2 separate regions of the Gossypium raimondii genome follow, and region 1 is linked to region 2. The links are chromatin contacts, called in public Hi-C maps. All regions are on one chromosome and are shown on one strand. The core of a region is the stretch at or near the end of the contact, and the rest is flanking DNA. Distances in the headings are between cores, read along the strand shown.

What was found. Hi-C and Micro-C count contacts between places; a contact is called where the count stands out from the background.
Region 1: a Hi-C map of leaf shows a contact between it and region 2, with 2.5 times the contacts expected there. The contact joins the enhancer-like site here to the promoter of LOC105766721 in region 2. A contact is called at or near these places in 2 of 2 Hi-C or Micro-C datasets (both in leaf).

What each region holds. Positions count from the first base shown.
Region 1 is chr4:19,894,511-19,899,220 of ASM2569854v1, forward strand. LOC105766711 (1,4-alpha-glucan-branching enzyme 2-2, chloroplastic/amyloplastic) reads right to left here. Exons shown (of 22, transcript XM_012586289.2): 10 at 2,677-2,798; 11 at 2,384-2,503. Among protein-coding and RNA genes, the nearest start is that of LOC105766711, 10 kb to the right of the region's middle. Within about 2 kb of position 1,796, the one cell type or tissue checked has open chromatin away from gene starts, as enhancers often do. A contact at or near this core is called in leaf, where this site is marked.
Region 2 is chr4:19,219,548-19,224,561 of ASM2569854v1, forward strand. It overlaps LOC105766721, which reads left to right and starts at 2,228. Exons shown (of 7, transcript XM_012586300.2): 1 at 2,228-3,008. The coding sequence starts at 2,619.

The DNA.
Region 1 (4,710 bases), core at 546-3,045, 670 kb after region 2:
CATATCAGGAAGCATGTCCGTTCAGGAAGTTTTGAGCAGTGGCAGATCAGAGGACTCTGTTATGCTCATCACTTGCCGCATATCAGAATGATTACCTCACTAATGCTGCCATTCCCCCAAGACAGGATGATCCATGTTTCAGAATTTGGAAATCAGAAAATAATATGGTTTTCTCATGCTAGGGACAATAACATCAACAATGCCTAAAAAAGTTCAGCTCTTGCTACCCAGGGAACCAATTCAGTCTATGCTGCAAAGCAAAAGAAAAACAGGTCTTGGTGTGATCATTGCCGCAAACCAAGACATACTTGAGACACATGCTGGAAAATTCATGGTAAGCTAACAGACTGGAAGCTAAATAGGGACAAAGAACCCCATGGTTTTGCAGCTGCTTCAAAGAATAAGGATAAATCTGACAGTTAAACTACCTTGGTCAACATGTAGTAGGTTGAATGGCTACAATAAATGTTTGGCTTAAATTCAAACTCTACCACAATTGTCTCTACTAGATCCACTGCCCAAAATGGTAATTTTTTCGCTGATCACATGACACAGCAGGCCGGATTATCAATTCTGGATCTCAGACCACATGACAAATGATGCATCTTTATTACAAGATTGCAATCCATGTCACAATAATTATGAAGTCAACATTGCCGATAGGTCACTTTCCTAGTATATCTGACACATTAATACTTCAATCTATCCTTTTGCTTCCAAAGTTAAAATGCAACTTGCTGTGTTAAATAGTAAACTTACTAGAGATTCAAAGTGACTTCCAAAGTTTTCGTCTTCTCATTCCATGTTTCAGATTTGGATTCTTGGGAAGACAATTGGCAATGCTAAAAAAAGTTGGTATTTACCAAATTAAGGCCAAGGATCCTCAGAAGGCTCAAACTCATCATGTTGACTCCTGCATGATCAATGTTTCAGGTTCATCATTTTCTCATTCCAATAAAGATGGTACAATAATGCTATGGCACTTTTGTCCAGGACACCCAAATTTCATGTACTTGCTCAAGTTGGTTCCATCATTATTCATCAATAAAAATCCAAAATCCTTCCAATATGAGGTTTTCATTTGTAAAAACATTGTTGTCTTGTAACACCTATCTGCTTCAAGAATACAAACCATCTCAACCTTTATCAATCATCCATAGTGATATTTGGGGACCTTTAAATTTGATCAATAAAACGTCATCACAGACCTTTAAATTTGGTACCCCGTGTCAAGTCCTATGTGAGTCTGTTCAACAAAACAGTCATGACAGATATTTGACCAAGAATCTTTGGATGTTTAGCCTATCTCCATGTCCCCCTCTCATCAATGAAGTAAATTTGATTTGAAGTCCATCAAATGTATATTTCTAGGGTACTCACCTCATGAGAAGCGTTATAACTATTACACTTGACTAATTGACAGCTGACAGTTTATAATTGACAGTTTGTATAACTTATTTCTAAGGACTAATTAGATTCAATCAGCTTGTGTTTAGGAATTTTAGTCATTACTAATTTCCTTTTATTTTCCTACTTTGCATATATAAATAGCTATGTAACCTACTCACTGAAACACAAATACAAAGAAATCTTCTCCTATTCTTCATTTTTGCTGCCCCCTCTGGTTTTAACATGGCATCAAAGCCAAATTTCCAGATTTAGGAAGAAATTTTTCAATTTTTTTGAAATCTCTCAAAACCCTAGAACTAAAAATTTGGTACTTACCCCTTTAGGTCCATTTTCTCTTTTCACTGCCCACACTAGAGAGGTCAGAACCCCATTGCCAACAAAACCCTTGATTCCGGTGGCCAACAGACCTGCGCATAAGTCCCATGCACCTCCATCAGATTCTAGTTGCTTCCTCATGACCAACGCATGTAGCTCACCCTGCCAGAGTTTCTTCTCTCCCACCGCCATCGATCTTGGGCAGTATTTCCAGCCTAGCCCTCTGTTTTGACTCCATTTGGTGCTGGTCAGATTTTTTTTATTTTTTGGCCTATTGTTGGGTAACTATATTGGCTACTGTTAGCCTTTTGGGGATAAAATACTTGTTGCTAAATTGAAGGGATTTGATAGACAAAATTATAGATTGTGTATAGCTGATTGATTCTTTAGGAGAGATTTTCTTTCTTATTATATAGCTTAATTTTATTCAGGCTGTAAATATAGAGAACTTTTATTTCTTCATACTAATTCGTCTTAGAATTCTACATGAATTCTTCATATCTTAAAGCTTCTATTTGCATAAAGCCTACGGGAGAGAAGCATAAAGCCTATTAACTTTTTGTCGAAAAAATATGGGACAAAAACCATTTGGATAAGAATTTACAACTAAGGAGCATATTTCTATAAAATATATCTCCCAAAAACCTAATTTGTTTACCTGTGCACAATATCCATAAGAACAAGTAGACCCAACTCATGAGCCCTGTCTATCAAAGACTTAAGATCATCCGGAGTTCCAAAGCGGCTGCTTGGTGCAAAGAAATTTGTCACATGATACCTGCAACATATTAAATGAAAATTGGTAAAGTAGAAGAGTTTAGTTTCCATAATGGAAACTAAATTGTAAAGACATTTTATTTTTACGTCACAACATAGCAGAGTTTAGTATAAGTTAACAAAACATAAACAGCAAGAAATAGATTTGAGCTAATATTATGATTGAGATAATACCCAAAGCTTGCGTAATATGAGTGCTCTTGAATAGCCATGATCTGAACTGCATTATATCCAAGTCTTTTAATGCGGGGAAGCACATTATCTCTAAAGTTGGCATAGGTGTTAATTAATGGCTCCTGCATCTCAAAGTTGATAATATTAAGAAAACTAGGAAATGGAATAACCATACCATAAGGTAGCATGGAAAATAAAGGCTGGAGATGTTTATGATAAAAATGTTCTTTGAACAACATTATGCAATAAAATTCAGCTACTTAAAAAATGAGCAAATTTTACACAATGATCGGTAAGGGACCAAAAACCACAAAGCATGTTAGACTTATATTATATGCACATACCACCACCACCGCATTTTGAGGCAACATATAAGACTAAGTTTGATTAATGCAGAATCAATGTCAACTACCAAGAAAAGAAAGAGCAGACTAAAGAAAGGCTAAAGATTAGTTGACAGAATCTTCTTTCTTAAAAGCAAACATCTTAAAACGCACTACACTGTTATTTATGGCTTTCTTTGTAACAACAAAGGTTTTGCCTAGTGGTTGTTACGCCTCACTAAATAGGGTTGAGGTCTAAGGTTTGGATCCCCTCTCCCTTCATAGACTTCTTCACATGCATGTATGCCACAGAGGCATACTGGCTTTCAGCATCTACAGGTAATTCTTTAACAGAAAATCTATAAGTAATTTGGAATGAATAAAATTTTCTATAGGTTTTTTCTATTTTTAGATGACTTAAACATAGTTTATGCATGTCTAGAAATTTTATTTCACTAAATTAAATTCTTTAAAGGTAATACATATCAGTAACATGTATCTTTTTATAGTCTAGGAATGACTTAATAAAATACAAGGTGAGATATAACTTAATAAAGTTATTCAAACGGCAAAAATCAAGTTCTTTTACCTACAAAAACTTCCAATTAATGCCTATATTTATGTAATTTAAAGGAAATCCATAAGTTCAATATACAACTGATAAAATCTCTTCAAAACTAAATTAACATTTTACCGTATTTGCAATACGACGATTTTCTTTGTAAATGTTCTTTACCTGAGGATTCTTTACCTCAGGAACAGTTATGCAACTTAGCTTTCTAAAGTTATGCCTACACAGAATATGATCCGTGACAACAAATTCAATTTTATTAGTCATAAATAATTAAACTGAATTTACTTATCCCAAAAATAAAGAAGAATAACATGTGAATACCAGGGATGCCATAAAATCTTGAATAAAGAGATTGAGATATTGAGAAGGATAGAAAATTTGTGTATATTAAGGTTTTGAAAAGGGTTTTGTAATAAAATGATCTAAATTTTTTTTTAATTCTCTTGGACATTGTTCTCTATGCAATGCAATTTTGAAGTGGTATTTGCAAAAGATTGCATTTAGTATCTTTTTTTCCCCTACAGTAGAACAAAATCATAAAACTGTCCAAGCATTTGGTTCAATGATAAATGTGTTCCTTTACTCAAATAGTTGGGTTATTTTCCTTCATAATCAAATTATATAAAAGGTTAAACTCATAGTTAGTGCACTGAACTACACTAATTCAATTTTTAAAGAGAAAAGAAAAACACAAAACACATTTGGTCTTAGCTTCATATTAAAAACATGTCGTGGAGAAATCTGAAGATACTTCTAGAACAAAAATAATTAAAAAATCTACCTAAACACAAATTAGGCCTGAAACTAAAATTCCCAGAGAAAAAACTAATGAGTACCAAGAAAAAGACAAAAGGAATGGTCACACTGATACGATAACAGTTTGTGAGTGCTAAAACAGTAACTTGAGTTCGGTTTTAGCATATTTAGTAACATGTAGCAAAAATGAAAAGAATGCAATGGTTGTCTTCTACATTTAAGAATATTAATTGTCTGTAAGCTGCATACAACTTAGCTTATTAAGACGCAAGAACCTCCAAAAGCCCTTAAAACTATATATTTGTAATACCATGTCACAGGACCTTGTGGACCCAGATAGACACCTTAGTTAATAACCATCATACGGACAAGAAGATGAAA
Region 2 (5,014 bases), core at 978-3,477:
ACATGAATTGCTTGAAATATGATATGTGTTATGGAATTGGGTAAAAATGTATTGCATGACATTAGGTATATGTGATATGTTAATAATTGGATTAGGATAGTGAATATGATTGAGAAATGATAATTGTACTAAATTGTAAATGGGATTAAACATTGGTACCCTTTACCTAGTCGGTTTGAGTCGGATATAGTTGGCATGCTATAGGATTGAATTGTGTACAAGTTATGCACTCATACGCTACGATGCACCTCGTGTGCCATGATGCACTTCGTGCGCCAGTATGCACTTCGTGTGCCACGAGCCCTGGGGGCCGAAATGAATATGAATGAGTCAATAGACTTCATAAATGAGTTGAATGGTATAAAATCAAAGTAAACGAGATTATTTCCATGGAACATGAATAGTATAGTGTTAATAGCATGTGGTAAAGTTAACTAATTGTGTGTTTGATTCTTGATATGTATTGAATGATTGGTAAATGTTAAACAAGTTGGAATTAGTCATTTATATGCATTGTTGGATAGGTTGGTTGATAATGTTTTAGTATGCTTACACACATAGATTGATGATAGAAAATGGTTGGCACTTTGGAACATTATTTGATTAGATATTGAGTATATATATGCATGATTTGTCTTGAAACATATTGTTAATGCTTATGTTAAATGTATCTTGAATCATAAATGTACTACTGAGCCCAATTGCTCAACATACAATTCGTTTGTTTCGTGTGCAGGTATAAATATTCTCAAAGCCTTGGGAAAGTGCGGTTGGTATCCAGAAGGTTACATCGACTCAACCTAAGTTTGTATAGTCCTTTCCATTTTATCAATGGGATGTACCTAGAGATGTTTTACTCAATGTTAGAAATGGTCAAAAATGGTTTGTATATAAGATGTGAATATGTGAGTTTGTTTATAATCATGTACATAATTTATATTGATGCAAGGGTAACTATGTTTTAGGTAAGTTTGAATGTTGAAATAGTTGAATTGGAGCCTTGAGGCCAATGGTTGTTATGTATGTTGAGTTGTTATCATTGGAAAATAGGGGATTAGTATTCTGCCATGGATGTCGCGACTTCACACATTAAATGTCTCGACATTAGGCCATCTTGTCGCGACGTCCTCTGCTTGAGGTCGCGACATCAGTCCTGTTTTATTTTAAAACCTTTGCAATTTGATCTTCAAGTTGGGAAGCTTGGCTACTGTCTTCAATTTCGCGACACAAAGTCCTAAAAGTCTCGACACCCACCTAGCATACTTTGAAAACTTTTCATTTTAGTCTAGTTTGACCTTGGGATGGTATTGAGTTTCGTAAGCTCGTAAATGACCCGAAAATGAATATATATAATGTTTTACGCTCTTAATACTTATAAATTAATGAATAATGATGAAATTTATTTGTAATCGATCGAAATTTCTCCAGAAACGAATGTAACATATTATAGCTTAGACTCGACGATCGATTCGGGTATAGGGTGTGTTTAGAATGTATATGTTTTTCCATGCGGATATTTTACTTTGATGGAAAATTTGAATTTTGTTAACATCACAAATTGCAAATAATTCAATACTTTTTTCACCCTTCATATTGTGAAATATATATAATAAATACTAGAAATCTTATCACACGCGTATGCATACGAAAATCACGTATTTGGAATACAAAAGTGTGTTTAAAATCACATACAATAAATAATAATATATACAGTTTGGAACTAATTAATAGTAACACATGAAATATATACGTAATTAAAATGAAAAAATTAAACTAAATTGTTAGTAAAACGAAACATAAACACAAATATATAAAATGCATATAAAAACATATTTATTAAAATTTCATATAAGAATAAAGAGATTGCTTTAGTTTAGATGATAAATGAAAAAATTTAAATACACCAGTCCTTAGTTTGAATCTCATTATAAACAAATTTTTATTGGTTAATAAATAAAATAATTTTAATAATTTTCTAACCAAGTATTAATATGTCATACAAACTCAATAAAAGCTTAATAATTAGTAAATATAGATATTATTGTGAGATCTATTTACAAATAATTGTTGGGTTTTTTGAAATTATCATTCACACGGCCCAAAGAAGGCCATAAAATAAAGTCCTTACCCTTTTTTTTTTAAAAAAATTCCGTTTCAAATTTTAAACCCTCCAACTCACCTTCTGGACTAACCTATATATTAACAATCAATCTCCATATTTACAATTAAACCCTTTAGCCTTCTTCCTTTCTTAATCTCCACCCGGCCTCTCTCCCTCTTCTTTCAAATTCTTCTTTCCAAAAATAATTTCTCTGCATTTTTCTTTTTGATCGGAATTCTCTGCTCCTTTATCTTTAGAAGATAGAATTATAATTGGAAATGGAATTAGAATTAGAAGTCTTCTTCTTCTTTTTTCTGTTTTGTTGTATATGATAATCCATAGGGTTTTATTTTGTGCCCTTATTGTATAAGGTTTTGGAGTTTTTTTAGAGATTCGATTTAGGCTATTGTAATATTGTAATTTTCCCCCTTTTTGATAATTTGATTTGCTAATTTGACTGTACATGAAAATTAGAGTGATTATCGATTTAGGAATTTAGGGTTTTCGATTTGCTTATATGGAGAATCCGCGTAGATCATTTGATAGATCAAGAGAACCTGGTTTGAAAAAACCACGGTTAACTGAAGACCTCACTTCGAACCCTAATATCCGGCCTTTTTCTCAACGAGCGAACCCAGTTGTTACCGCCTCTGGTTTGAGATTCCGGTCCAATGATTCCGGCACCAATGATTTGATCCGTGGCGACGGTGGAGCTTACGAACCACAACCAGTGTCACATCAGCAGCAACACCAGCAGCAGCAAGAGTTAGTTAGCCAGTATAAGACGGCGTTAGCTGAGCTCACTGTTAACTCGAAACCAATTATTACTAACTTGACAATAATCGCTGGCGAGAATGTTCATGCCGCCAAGGCCATTGCTGCTACTGTCTGCGCTAATATTCTTGAGGTGAACTCAGTTTTAGCTGTGCCTTATTCGTTAAAGCTCTTCCTTTCTTCTTGAAATTGAATTGTACAGGAAAATAAATTGCAAGTTCTATACTGTGGGGAAAAAAAAGGAAAGATAATTTGGATTGTAAGTGTAAATTGGGATTAATGGATATTTTTTTTAGTTTTGCTGTCATCAATGTGCGTCTCGATATAGGTTTGTTAAAATGTTTCGCAGAGTTCTTTTGAGTTCAATTATTACTAACTTGACAATAATCGCTGGCGAGAATGTTCATGCCGCCAAGGCCATTGCTGCTACTGTCTGCGCTAATATTCTTGAGGTGAACTCAGTTTTAGCTGTGCCTTATTCGTTAAAGCTCTTCCTTTCTTCTTGAAATTGAATTGTACAGGAAAATAAATTGCAAGTTCTATACTGTGGGGAAAAAAAAGGAAAGATAATTTGGATTGTAAGTGTAAATTGGGATTAATGGATATTTTTTTTAGTTTTGCTGTCATCAATGTGCGTCTCGATGTAGGTTTGTTAAAATGTTTCGCAGAGTTCTTTTGAGTTCAATTTTTATATTATCTTAACAGGTGATATGAGTACAATAATGTTGGTCAAGTTTTTTTTTTTTTTTTCCTTTTATTAACAAATGCAGGAATGTTATGTCATGATGTGACTTCGTAGTCTATGCAATTCCGGTCTAAGGCCATTTTGCCTGCAAATATCTTCCTTTATTGGATTTCTGTTCTATTTTTTCATGGAACTGATATGTTTCTAATCGCCCTGGAATTTGTAAACAGCTGGCCAATGAATTATAGAGATTGTAAACTTTACAGGCATATGTCGAAATGGAATGTGAAGAGTCCATATGTTATGAAACCTATATCTAATGAAGTGTATTGGTTTGGAATCTCTTTAAGCTATTATTCCCTTTAGCTGGGTTTTCTCACATCAATTTCCTTATATGGTCACATATTTGTTCATCTCCATTTCATTTTTCCTTCTGAAGCGAGTATAGTGCTTTCCTACTTGCCTGTCATCATCTTTTGTTAGCAATCTTTTGTTATTCTACTCAAATTGCTTTTGGTTGGCGATATGAGTAAATAGAACTAGAAATGCTAATGCCATTGTGAATGCTTAAGTTGAGCACCCTGTTGTTACCCGCACTCTTTGGTTTTCAATTGGCAAATGATAAAAATCTGCTTTCGAAGTCTACAAAGTATATAATGGTGCCTCAGATTGCTTGGATCTGAAAGAATGCTTTTTCTGTGATGGAGCCATTTATTAAGGCTGGAAGCTGGTAGAAAGTCATGAAAAACAGGGGATAAATTGAAATCATAACTAGATAAGGTGGGGTCAGATTTTAGGTAAATGAAATTAAATGCCTAAGTTGATGAGGTGTATTGGTTTGGAATCTCTTTAAGCTATTATTCCCTTTAGCTGGGTTTTCTCACATCAATTTCCTTATATGGTCACATATTTGTTCATCTCCATTTCATTTTTCCTTCTGAAGCGAGTATAGTGCTTTCCTACTTGCCTGTCATCATCTTTTGTTAGCAATCTTTTGTTATTCTACTCAAATTGCTTTTGGTTGGCGATATGAGTAAATAGAACTAGAAATGCTAATGCCATTGTGAATGCTTAAGTTGAGCACCCTGTTGTTACCCGCACTCTTTGGTTTTCAATTGGCAAATGATAAAAATCTGCTTTCGAAGTCTACAAAGTATATAATGGTGCCTCAGATTGCTTGGATCTGAAAGAATGCTTTTTCTGTGATGGAGCCATTTATTAAGGCTGGAAGCTGGTAGAAAGTCATGAAAAACAGGGGATAAATTGAAATCATAACTAGATAAGGTGGGGTCAGATTTTAGGTAAATGAAATTAAATGCCTAAGTTGATGAGGTAAAAGGCGGTCAACTTTGATAGCAGGAATGGATTCAAAAACTTTATTTAATGCTGAAAATCCTCATTAGTGAAAGTTTTTACTTTTTTCTTTCATTATGAGGAGAATAAAGGTTTGGTTC